Linked DNA regions of Hordeum vulgare: regions 1 and 2 are each linked to region 3. A link is a contact called in public Hi-C data. All regions are on one chromosome and are shown on one strand. Each heading gives the region's core, a stretch centred on a gene start, on an enhancer-like site or on the middle of the called end of the contact. The rest is flanking DNA. Distances are from core to core; before and after follow the strand shown.

Region 1 (4,009 bases), core at 1,456-3,955, 310 kb before region 3:
GGATTTAAACTCTGATGAATTAAAAATACCATTGTTCTTCTAATCATTGAACGATAGATTAGTTCGCAACGGCTGACCAACTTAAATGATAGTATTACCCCGAATTTTGTCTGTAGTACTATGTCTGAATGGCTGTCAGTCAGGATAGGGCCGCCTACTGGGTGGGTATCCGAATTTTGCCGTGTCGTTTGCGACGGCCGCTAACCTCTTGGATGTGCACTTGTGCTGAATGAACAGGATTAAACCCCTACACAAATTAGTGCACTGTAGTACGTACTCTGTTTCGAAATAATTGTGTTTAAAGAAAATTAAACTAGTTCTTTTCCACTATGTACTGTCACCTTGCTTGACAGTGCATGTGCTACTGAATATCACCATGGCGTGACAGCTGATCCCTCGTCTCGCTCGCTGTCATGCTCTCCGACGCGCGAGATATTTTACTCGCCTTTAGCCGCCGGGGAAATTTCCTATTCCACATGATTTATTATCTTTGTCTGGATGGACAGATTCGTCCATTAGAGCAATTTCAATAAAAGGATCTATTTCGTCCGCCGTTGTCCGTTGGGTCGACGCACACACAAAAGGCAGCCTAATCGCGCTGACCCAAACGGACGCATGTCCGGTTTTCGTCCGGGATGACCCATTTCGGTTTATTTTTAAGCCGGATTTGCGTCGGCGCGGACACGTGACGGACCCACGCACGCTCGCCCTCTCCTCCTCCGGGTCTGCTGGTCGGTGGCACATTGACCTCCCTATCCAACCCTCGCCTGCCTCCTTCGTCGCCGACGTCGCCGCTCATTTTTGCCGGCGGCTCTACCAACTGCTGGCGTCTCCACATCCGCCCAGCAACGCCGCCCCACTCCCCCGTCCCCCGTCACCACCGTCTTACCGTTGGGGAGCCGACTGCTTCCCCACTCCCGCACCCCCACCACACAGCTCACCCCGACCAAGAAGTCGCCTCGCCGCCCGGCCAGATCCTCACCGACACGCTTGTCGGACACCGGCCCACTCGTCAGATGCCGACAGGGCAGGTAGCTGGTCCGTGCGCGCCGCGACTCTCTTCGCCGACCGTCTCCTTCATCGACACCCGCAAGCTGTTCGACAGTTTGCCAAGGTACAAAATGGACTCCGCCGACGAGTTCTTTTTTCATAATTTCCTTTGCGAGTTCGACGATTCATCGTCCGATGAGGAGGAGGAGATATTGGCTGCCGTGTTGGTCCATCACCACCTCAACAGCCAGCGACCATTGTTCCGTAGCTCCATTCTGGGCCACCTTCCGGCGTTGAATTGCAACCGAGAGAGCGGGCATTTCCTTCTTTAGAAGGGCTACTTTGATACAACAAACTCGTTGTTCAAACATCAAAAATTCTGCCGTCGTTTTCGTATGAGTAGGCATCTTTTCAACCGTATTAGAGAGGGGGTGGTCGGCTATGATGACTATTTTGAGTGCAAAGAGGATGCCATTGGCAAGATAGTTTTTCCTCTTATCAGAAATGCACTGCCGCCATCCGAATGCTTGCATATGGAATGCCCGGTGATCTCATTGACAAGTACGTCCGTATGAACGAGTGTACTTGCCTAGAGTCCCTGTATAAGTTTCGCAAGGCTGGTATTGTTGTGTTTGACCATGAGTATTTGGGAGAGCCGACTGCTGAAGATACAACCCGTTTGTTGACGATGAATGACAACAGGGGCTTTCCAGGGATGCTTGATAGCATAGACTGCATGCACTGGGAGTGGAAGAACTGCTCTTCTGCTTGGCAAAGGGCAGTATAAGGGCCATGTCAAGGCTTGCACTGTCATACTAGAGGCCGTGGCGTCTGAAGATCTCTGAAATTAACGGTTTTTTTACATGGTCGGATCACACAATGATATCAACGTGCTTCAGCGCTCGGCGGTGTTTTCTAGGCTTGTCGAAGGCAACAACCCACCGATGAATTCTACTGTCAACGGCCACAACTACGACAAAGGATACTACCTGGGCGACGGTATCTATCCTCAGTGAACCACTATTGTCAAGACAATACACAACCCTGCTAATACCTGGAGCACGCAGAAACTATGAGAGGTGATGACTGCTTGTGTGATCATGCATAATATCATCGTAGAAGACGAGCGCCCGGAACGTCTGTACGATCAAGGGTTTCTGTTTCAGTGTGAGAATGTTGTGCTTGAGCACGGTGGAGCGGCAACGTTTAAACAGTTCATCCAATTTCATCAAGACCTGCGTGATTGAAAAACTCACGTGCAACTGCAAAATGATTTGGTTGAGCATATGTGGGCTCGTGTTAGCAACCAATAAATTTATTTTCTTTTATTCGTTTGCAAAACTACATGAGAGCTATGCTATTATTATTCGGCTTGTAATAACTATGCTATTTTATTCGATCTAAATTATGTTTTGATTCAAACTATGCAAAATCATGCACGGTACGACGGTCAGCCGACCACGCCGACACATATGAATCGGCGCATTGGACGCGCTGTCGACCCATATCTAAAACAGAGTAGACGCTAGACAGACGACCGACCCAAACAAACAAAAAACGAACGAAATCGTCGTCCGTTTGGATGGACACACTGAAGTTTGGTGTTATCCGTCCCCAACTGGCATCCCCAGTTTCGTGGGAGCGCGGGCGGAAAATAGCAGGATTTTCGTCGCAGAAACCCCGTCCGTGCCGTGCAGAGCCGAGAGGCAGCGCGAGGAGATAGAGGCGAACCACTAGCAGTCTCAGATCAGAGTCAGACAACCGATAGTCATTGACTTCCACGCCCAGCTCATCCACCTCCCTCCCAATCGGATCCACCCACCTTCCTCGCCCATAACCTCCCTCCCTCCGCCCCGCTGCCGCAGTCCGCTCTCAGCTCCCAACCGCTTCCCAGTTTGACGCCGCCCCCCTCCTCGGTTGTTCCACCAGCTCACTCCCGCCGCCGCTCCCCTCTGTCCGCCCGCCGGCGGAGCTTGCTCTAGGCGTGTGGGGACTGGGACTCTGAGAGCATGGCAGGGAAGGGGGAGGAGGTGTACGTGGCGTCGATCGATCAGGGGACGACCAGCACCAGGTTCATCGTCTACGACCGCCACGCCAGCCCCGTCGCCTCCCACCAGCTCGAGTTCAAGCAGCACTACCCGGAGGCCGGGTAAGCGCGCACCACCACGACCCCTGCTGCCAATTTCGTCGTCTGATCCGTTACGCGTGCCCGTGGAATTTTCGAGGGGCCTGATCGTTCTTTTCGGCTGGTTGGTAGACCCGGACGTATAATTAGGGAATTTCTAGTTAAGCTGTGCCGCCTTTTCGGTTGCCACCATACGCTCCGGATTTGTCCAGTGCGAAAGTACAGCCCCAACTGTTATGTTATGGCATGTCAGTGGTTCAGGAATTCAGGTAGTTTGGCAAGCAAACCGTGCGCTTTTGGTGACTCAGTTGTCAGTTTAGGTGTCATGTGATGTGATGTCACAATTAGGATCATCAAGTGCTTTATGTCTGGAGCTGTACGTACCTTCGTGTCTGTTTATATGCTCCTGTTTATGTCGACCGCCAAACTTCAGGCCGCAAGCTAACTGTTATGTCATCTCATGTCAGTGTTTCAGGTTTGCCCTGTTACTCTGTCCTTTAGTCTCATGACTCGATTGACAATCAGGATCATGCGCTTCCCTTCATTTTTTTCCGATGATCTCAAGATCTTCTAGTAGTGCTTAGTGCTTACATAGCCACCGTATGCACAACAAGCTACTCTACTGAACTTTTGAACAGTACGGTGTATAGTGTTATGAATAGTTTTGGGATATGATAGATAAATATTCCTTGTTTTCCTACAGCACAGGCATGATAGTTGACTTCCTGAGTTAATGAAGTCACGGAAGTCCCAGTCTTGCTTGCTTTACAGGCTATCTAGTAAGTTATTTAGATGCGAGTGAGACTGCGCACTGGCACCTCTTTTCTTATATTAAGAGTTGCTGTGATGCTGTCTTCTAAAATGAGTTGTTGTCTGGAGTACGTAAACCTATGG
Region 2 (3,938 bases), core at 187-2,686, 290 kb before region 3:
CCTGCGTGTGTGTGGGAAGCTAATATTATCTCAGTTACAGGTCATAACTCATAACTGAGAAGCTAATATTATCTCAGATATTTAGCACACTGTTTTGCCCATGCACATCCTTGTGTCCAGGCAGAATACATCATATATAATTTGGAAGATATCATAGCGGGGAACACAACAATTTGTAGCCAGTAGTGGTGTACTTATTCGCCTTGCATACTCTGCTTTATTACAATGAGCACATACAGGCTCTAGCAAGATAGTTTGCAGAGAACTACATGCCACTTCATAGCTTTAAGGAAGGAGGAAGAGGTGTTGGCCTTGCTAAGGGACGCTGAAAGAACCATCCCTTCTCCTCAGTGAAGCCAGAGGATGCAGGTGCACCATTCCCAGCTGGTGCTGCAATTTATCATGAACAAAAATTAATTGAAGCAATCGTTAAAATCTGACCAAGTATTCGTATTACGTATGCAAGAAGAGACTGGATCTCCCTTTGTTTCAACTTTCAAGGAAATGAAAGCGAAGCGCAGGGTGGAAAGAAACAAATAGATCGCTTCCTATGAAATTTTTTACGTTTAGTGTTGCCATAAAAAGTTTGCAAATTTTTGTACCTACAGAAATAACACATGTAAATGAAGAACAAGTTTTCTTTTTCTCTCTGAACCGTAGAATGAGATTGAAAATACATAGCAAGAACGACTGCGTTCAAGTTTACGTTTGAAGGTCTTACCCGGCGCAGCAGCTTGACGTGCCAAGTCTTTTGGACGATCTGGCGGTGTCGTCTGGCCCATCACAACTGGGAGATGTCCATGGGTGAGGACCAGAACGATAGCCAGCATTGCGAACACCTTAGCGGCCATGGTTTGGGCTCTGTCACTCCACTACTGAAAGAAGCTTTTGTTGGGTGAAATGAAACTGGGATGCTGCTTGCTATATAACAGACGCCAATGTGACAGGCTCACGTTCGGCCGTCGCGCCCAAGAAGGCAAATATATCTTGTAGAGTCCACTAGGCCATCTCAGCATCTTGCAATGCTGGAAATTAAGTAGACTATTCAACAATGGAGAAATCAGTGCGTCCTATATATGCTAAAGGGTGCCAAACCAAACTGCCCACCCGACATGAGTTCGGCCATCGACATGGATTAACATGTGCGAGGTGCTAGCTTATGTAATAAAAGTTTTGGCGCATAGGTCACCGACGTGTCGACCACTCGCCATACAATTTTATTTTATTTAGACACAAACTGCTTCGTTCAGATAAGAACAATACTAATGCAGTTTTACAAAACAGACTTTGCAAGATAGAAAAGTAAAACCCTAACATCGACGAGTTGCCATATGGACGAGAAGCACCCACACCAAGAATATCATTGCACCACAAAACCATCCGCGTCGCCATGATAACTCCACCAAGAATCCTCCCTGAAATTTTCTAAGCCGCTTGAGCCACCCGGCTGTCCATATCGACCGATGAATTCACCTTGGACGTGACAGCAAAATCCCTACCAGTGGTTGCGGGAAAGATCTAAAACCGATGAATGCATGTCCCTCCCGATGGTTTCGGGAGACATTTTTTTTTTTTGCCAACGGAGATCTCGTTGAGTCAATGTCACACAATTTTAGTAGGTCCATAATGTGAGAAGCAAAGTCTTATATTTAGGACGTGTTTATCTGCGAACGTTGTTGGGGCGAATTGCCAGTGAACACTCCCCTGCCCAAGCCAAAATAACGAAAATTGTCATGCGTTTTTGAGGGAAATGACATGCACAGAACGGGAAACTGCCATGTATAGAAAAGAACCAGCAGCGGTTTCTTTTTAAAATAAATCTATCTATACGTTTGTGGTCGTTCGATGGAACTGTCTTCCCAGCGAACGTTCGCCAATTAGCATTTTTGTATATTTCTACATGGGCTTAAGAAATAGGTTGATATTCTTTTTGGCTTAGGTTGTGCCACACGCTAGCAGTTGATAATTTATGGATGTTATTCTGAAATCGGCTGTATCTGGCCTATTGCAAGATAGACTTACACCTCGCCTCAATGAGACTATGTAATGGGTGGGTCCGGTAGTATTATGTTTCTTTTTTTATTTGTTTATAGTAAAAATAAATTTCAAAATAATTTACTTTAATTTCTCAAAATAAATATTGAACAAATATTCATGACATGTGAAGAATTGTTCGTGCAATTTGAAAAATGGTTCATACCATTCAACAAACGTTCGTGCCAACTAAACAAAAGTACACACATTTAAAAGTATTTTTTTAACGTTTGTAAAAATGTGAAAAGATCTTCTCCCTCATTGCCCCGCACAGCCGCACTCAAACACTGAGGAGACCTGGTCTTTGGCTCTCAAACAAGGGTGAGGTGCATCGAATCCAAAAAAAAAGGAAAGGAGACTTAGGCTGGTTGTAATGGGGAGTATCATATAGTAGTATCATGCATATGATACTAGTGTATGATACTACACCCGTAATGCATAGTATCATATGTTATTATCATATGATATTTCATTTATTGTCATGCATGACACGTAGTAGCACAACATTTAATATGATACGATATCATAATATGATACTCAACCTCTCTTTCTTCATTTAATTCTATGACACCTCATCAAAATTGCCTAGTTGGCATGCATGATACTACATATGATACTACCATTACGACCAACCTTACGAGCGGTGCCTTTCTAGCCATGTACCGACGTTTGCTCTTCACCAATGAAGTGCTCCGGACACCAATGTCGAAAACATCTCCAAGCCCCTCCCCCCCACCCACCATTTTCTCTCCCTCTCAGGGGGTGTTTGTTTACAGGGACTTTTGATGTAGGGACTAAAAAAGTCTCTTTTAGTCCCATCTAAACCAAACAGAAGGGACTTTTAGGGACTAAAAGTGAGCATTTGGGACTAAAGAAAGAAGTCCCTGAGGCCTCGTTTGGCAAGGGGGAATTGAGGAGGTTTCGAGAGGAAAATCCCCGGGAGGGTAAGAAACCCCACAGAACCTCAGGCGTCCATTTGGTAAGAGGGGTTTGCTTAGCCGAATCCCCTCCGTTCCCCTTTAGTCCCTTCCTATCCATGTGTTCCAGGACCCTCCTCGAGGGACTGGTGGAAGCAAAGCCTCGAGGATTTGGCAGGATTGGGTGGAAGGAAGGGATTCACCAAATTCCCTCAAATCCCCTCCTCCCCAAACCTCTCCAATCCACTTCTACCAAACAAAGCCTAAGGGAGAGTCTTTTTTGAAACTTTTTCCAACAGTGCTCCTCCTTTTAGCATGTCATTTAATAACATCTAGTCCATTAATAAGGGTAACATGGTCATTTAATAACCTCTAGTTCATGTTTAGTTCCTGAAACCATACAGGGCCTCAATAGCTTGCCCCTCTCGAAATGACACATAACTCGAAAAAAAACATCCTTGGACGTAGGGGGGGGGGGCAAAATCACAGTTTCAACCTTTTTAACAAAGTTTACCTTTAAAAAATTTTGTCTAACCATTTTTTTTTGTGATGCCAATCTTCATGGCCTTTTGGCTGTACTGAAAATGCCATGGTCCATGACGTACTAACACTAACGTTTTTTCTCCCTGGGATTTGACGACTTTGGCAGAGGAGGAAACACGAACCATGGTGTTTTTCATGCAACCAAAACGCCATGGGTACTGATGTCACCACAAAAGTCAGACAAGGACTTCTTTTAGAAAGAGGTCAAATCGTGTTACACTCGGTCAAAAAGGTGACAACAGTGATTTCATCTCAAACCGGCCGGGTGGGCGACCCGCAACCCGAAATAAAAGGGCAACATCAAATAAATCCAACGCACACACTCAAGTCACAGGAAAATGAGGCATAACGCGGCACTGAGATTCGACCTGACAACAAAAGAAAACCATCGGAGTTGTGTTGTCCTCGATGCTTCGGTCCACTGTGCAGCGTTTATCGTCAGGT
Region 3 (3,830 bases), core at 331-2,830:
AACGACATGCACAATCAGCTACAGCCAAAGGCAATGATGTTTTTGCTACAACCTGTTGTAGACCTATGCTACAATCGATGACAGAAAATGCTACAACCAAACGACCACGCTATAACCAACGAAATTGTTTTTGCTAGAGTGTGTAAGGTCAATTTTGTTACAATTGAGGCATTTTTTGTTGCAAACATTGCCGACATTTGTTACTATCGGCCGAATTGCTGCGACGACGAAGATTACTAATCAGGGCCCTTTAGGGGGTGTTTGTTTCCATGGACTTTTTGGGTGTAGGGACTAAAAAAGTCCCTTTTAGTCCCATGTGAAACAAATAAGAGAAACTTTTAGGGACTAAAAGGGGATATTTGGGACTAAAGGAAGAAGTCGAGGGTCTTTTTGAGAATTTTTTGGCACTTTTTCCAATAGTGTCCCTACTTTTAGCATGTCATTTAATAACTTCTAGTACATTACTAGGGGTAACATGGTCTTTTGCATGTCATTTAATGAGCTCTAGTCCCTGTTTAGTCCATGAAAACAAATGGGTAGGGACTATGGACTTTTTAGTTGGGGCTAAAAAAAGTCATGAGACTTCTGAAACAAACAGGGCCTTAAACACATCAGATTGGACGCTGGACAGCCGATCGGACGAAAGTTTCGGCGGGCACTCTGAGAGATCAGTGCCCCCATGGCAAGCGCAGTCGGTACTTGCGTTCGTTTGCCTCGCGGTTGGAGTTGCCATACACTGCCGAGAACCTAATCAGATCGTGATCCCTGCGGTGCACGAGTAGCGCCTCCCCCGCCCCGACCCAAAGCGACCCACACATCAGATTGGACGCTGGACAACCGACCGGACGAAAGTTTCGACGGGCACCCCGAGAGATCAGTGCCCCCATGGCAAGCGCGGTCGGTACTTGCGTTCGTTTGCCTCGCCGTTGGAGTTGACACACACTGCCGAGAACCTAATCGATCCTTGCGGTGCACGAGTAGCGCCTCCCCCGCCCCGACCCAAAGCGACGCACGCATCAGATTGGACGCTAGACAGCCGACCGGATGAAAGTTTCGGCGGGCACCCCGAGAGATCAGTGCCCCCATGGCAACGCAGTCGGTACTTGCGTTCGTTTGCCTCGCCGTTGGAGTTACCACACACTGCCGAGAACCTAATCTATCCTTGCGGTGCACGAGTAGCGCGTCCCCCGCCCCGACCCAGAGCAACCCACACATCAGATTGGACGATGGACAGCCAAAAAGAAAGTTTCGACGGGCACCCCGAAAAATCAGTGCCCCATGACAACGCAGTCCGTACTTGCGTTCGTTTGCCTCGCCGTTGGAGTTGCCACACACTGCCGAGAACCTAATCGATCCGTGCGGTGCACGAGTAGCAGCGCCTCCCCCGCCCCGACCAGAGCGACCCACCCATGGCTCCGCTCTGACTCCATCTCCATGATCCACACCATCCATCTCCACCGCCGCCACCATCCCCACCCCCACCCCCACCTCACCCCGCACCGCCCAAGCCGCCACTCCACCCCCCGTCCCCACTCCCCACCGCCCAAGCCGCCACTCCACCGCCGCCCCCTCCATCCCCGATGACCACCCCATCCGCGCCGCCGCCCTGCGCGCACCTCGCCGCGCACCGGCTAACCTCGCGCCCGCTCCGCTTCCTCCGGCGGTGCCTGCGCGTGCGCCCGCTGGGCCGGCCCGAGATCCGCCGCGACGCGCGCGAGGTGCCCCGATGCTCCCCCTGCCCGGCCTCTTCCCAGCCCCCGCCCCGCCTCTACGCCTGCCTCACCTGCGCCACCGTCTTCTGCCCCTCGCACGCCGCCTCCCACGCCGCGTCCGCGCCCGCCCCGGGCCACCAGATCGCCGTCGACGTCGACCGCGCCGAGCTCTTCTGCGCCGCCTGCGGGGACCAGGTCTACGACCCAGACTTCGACCACGCCGTCGTCCTCGCCCAGTCCACGGCGCTCCACCCCCCGTCCGCCTCCGCCTCGCCACCGTCCGCGTCCGCATCCCCCGCCGCGCCCCGCAAGCGCCGGCGCGTCGACTACCGCGCCTGGGCGCCAGATCCGGCCGAGGTCGCGCTCGTGCGATCCGCCGATCCCACCACCTCCGCGTCCGCCGCCGAGCCGGCGGGCCTGCGCGGGCTCAACAACCTCGGCAACACCTGCTTCATGAACTCCGTGCTGCAGGCGCTCCTCCACGCGCCGCCGCTCCGGAACTACTTCCTCGGGGATCGCCACAACCGCTTCCTCTGCCCGCGCCGCACGCCCATGAGGCACCGTACCACGGATGCCGAGGCCAAGGCCGCGTGCCTCGCGTGCGATCTCGACGAGATCTACTCTGCCACCTTCTCGGGGGAGCGCACGCCATACAGCCCCGCCAAGTTCCTCTATAGGTCCGGATCTCGAGCTCTATTTGCATTGGTTGATGTCGGAGTGTGATTTTGTATTGCGGAAGTTAAGCCCTTAGTTAAATGGCTGTTTGAAGTACTGTTAGCTATGGGCAGTGGCTTGTTTGAGACAACTAGATTGTATAGTCTCCTGCAAATTATAGTGCGCTATTGCCACACAACTGTTTGAAGTTAGATCATGCAGATTGCAGGAATACTTAATATGAATCGAATGATACTACAAAAGATATTTGTAGCTAAAAGGGACAAAGTCTGCTCAGTGTGTATTGCTACAGAAGGAAAATGGTTGCGTAGCATGTATATGGCCTGTTTGATGAAATGCCCTCGTATATAGAGCATATATAGCAATGCCTTCTTATGATTGTGCAAGTACTTTTGGCATGCCTACCTAATAAATGGTCGCTGAACTGTAATTATTGGTCAGGTGATAACATGCATGAGCACCTGTTAGTTCCTGTCAAGTCACTTGTTTGACTGGTTGTGAAGCATGCACGCTCTCTATTGCTGTATTCTTTTGATTTTTCCTTCGTTTAAGTCTATGCTTTTGGGTAGGCAAGTATATAGCATCTGTGGTAGGCCCATAAGTATTGCTAGTCTTGTTGATACTTTGCCAGGGCCTACCAAAAGTTTCTTATTTCCTTGGGAACCAACTGTTTATATTTTATACCTTTGCTTCACACAACATGTGTGTGCTATGTCTTATAGCTATTTTAAAACTATTGTCATCATAGGGAGAAATACTGCAACACTTCTTAAGCTGAAGTTAATTTTTTAAACAGTAATTCATGTTTGTAAGAACTAAGCAGTTACCTTGTCTTTTTGCTGCTGATATTGTTTGATGAACATGGGCTTGCACAGGAAATATGATGCACTACTTGTTTCTTCTGGTTTATGAAAGAAAGTACTTGATTTCCTTCTGATTACTATCGTTCTGGATTCTTAGCTGGTGGCAGCATGCAACAAACCTTGCAAGCTACGAGCAACAGGACGCACATGAATTTTTTATCTCCATCCTTGACCATATTCATGAAAATATAAAGGATGATCAGCCTAAATCACATGAACAAGGTAGTTAGCTCCTCTCTTTCTACTCTTTGATTGAATTAAAGACTTGCATGTATTGCAACGAATTCAGATATGAACTAAACCTCATAAATTTGGCAAATTGCTTTCAAGATAATCACGTATTCTGTATGCAGTGACTGTCTTGATTGGGGACACCCTTTCTTTTCTGGATCAATCGTTTACAAGTTGCATGATGCATCCTAGTATAATTTGTGACACCTTAAGTATTGTTCTTAGTTCTTGCTTGTCCTACTAACCTTTGGAGGACAGGCAAACAAAAGAAGTGGGAAACAATAATCATCTTCATGTACTTGTTTTTATTGGTAATGATCTACTTTGTCTTGCTTTTGATATGCTGGAC

The links. Hi-C and Micro-C count contacts between places; a contact is called where the count stands out from the background.
Region 1: a contact with region 3 is called in a Hi-C map of seedling, with 4 times the contacts expected there. The contact joins the promoter of LOC123428161 here to the promoter of LOC123428162 in region 3. A contact is called at or near these places in 2 of 6 Hi-C or Micro-C datasets (leaf and seedling) and 1 of 1 datasets of contacts at active chromatin or transcription factors (embryo).
Region 2: a Hi-C map of leaf shows a contact between it and region 3, with 5 times the contacts expected there. The contact joins the enhancer-like site here to the promoter of LOC123428162 in region 3. A contact is called at or near these places in 1 of 6 Hi-C or Micro-C datasets (leaf) and 1 of 1 datasets of contacts at active chromatin or transcription factors (embryo).

Annotation. Positions count from the first base shown.
Region 1 is chr2H:636,270,930-636,274,938 of MorexV3_pseudomolecules_assembly, forward strand. LOC123428161 (glycerol kinase) reads left to right here and starts at 2,706. Exons shown (of 4, transcript XM_045112329.1): 1 at 2,706-3,139. The coding sequence starts at 3,000.
Region 2 is chr2H:636,292,960-636,296,897 of MorexV3_pseudomolecules_assembly, forward strand. No RefSeq gene overlaps it. Among protein-coding and RNA genes, the nearest start is that of LOC123428161, 21 kb to the left of the region's middle. Within about 2 kb of position 1,437, at least 1 of the 3 cell types and tissues checked has open chromatin away from gene starts, as enhancers often do. A contact at or near this core is called in leaf, where this site is marked.
Region 3 is chr2H:636,583,581-636,587,410 of MorexV3_pseudomolecules_assembly, forward strand. It overlaps LOC123428162 (ubiquitin C-terminal hydrolase 22), which reads left to right and starts at 1,581. Exons shown (of 3, transcript XM_045112330.1): 1 at 1,581-2,389; 2 at 3,348-3,472. The coding sequence starts at 1,581.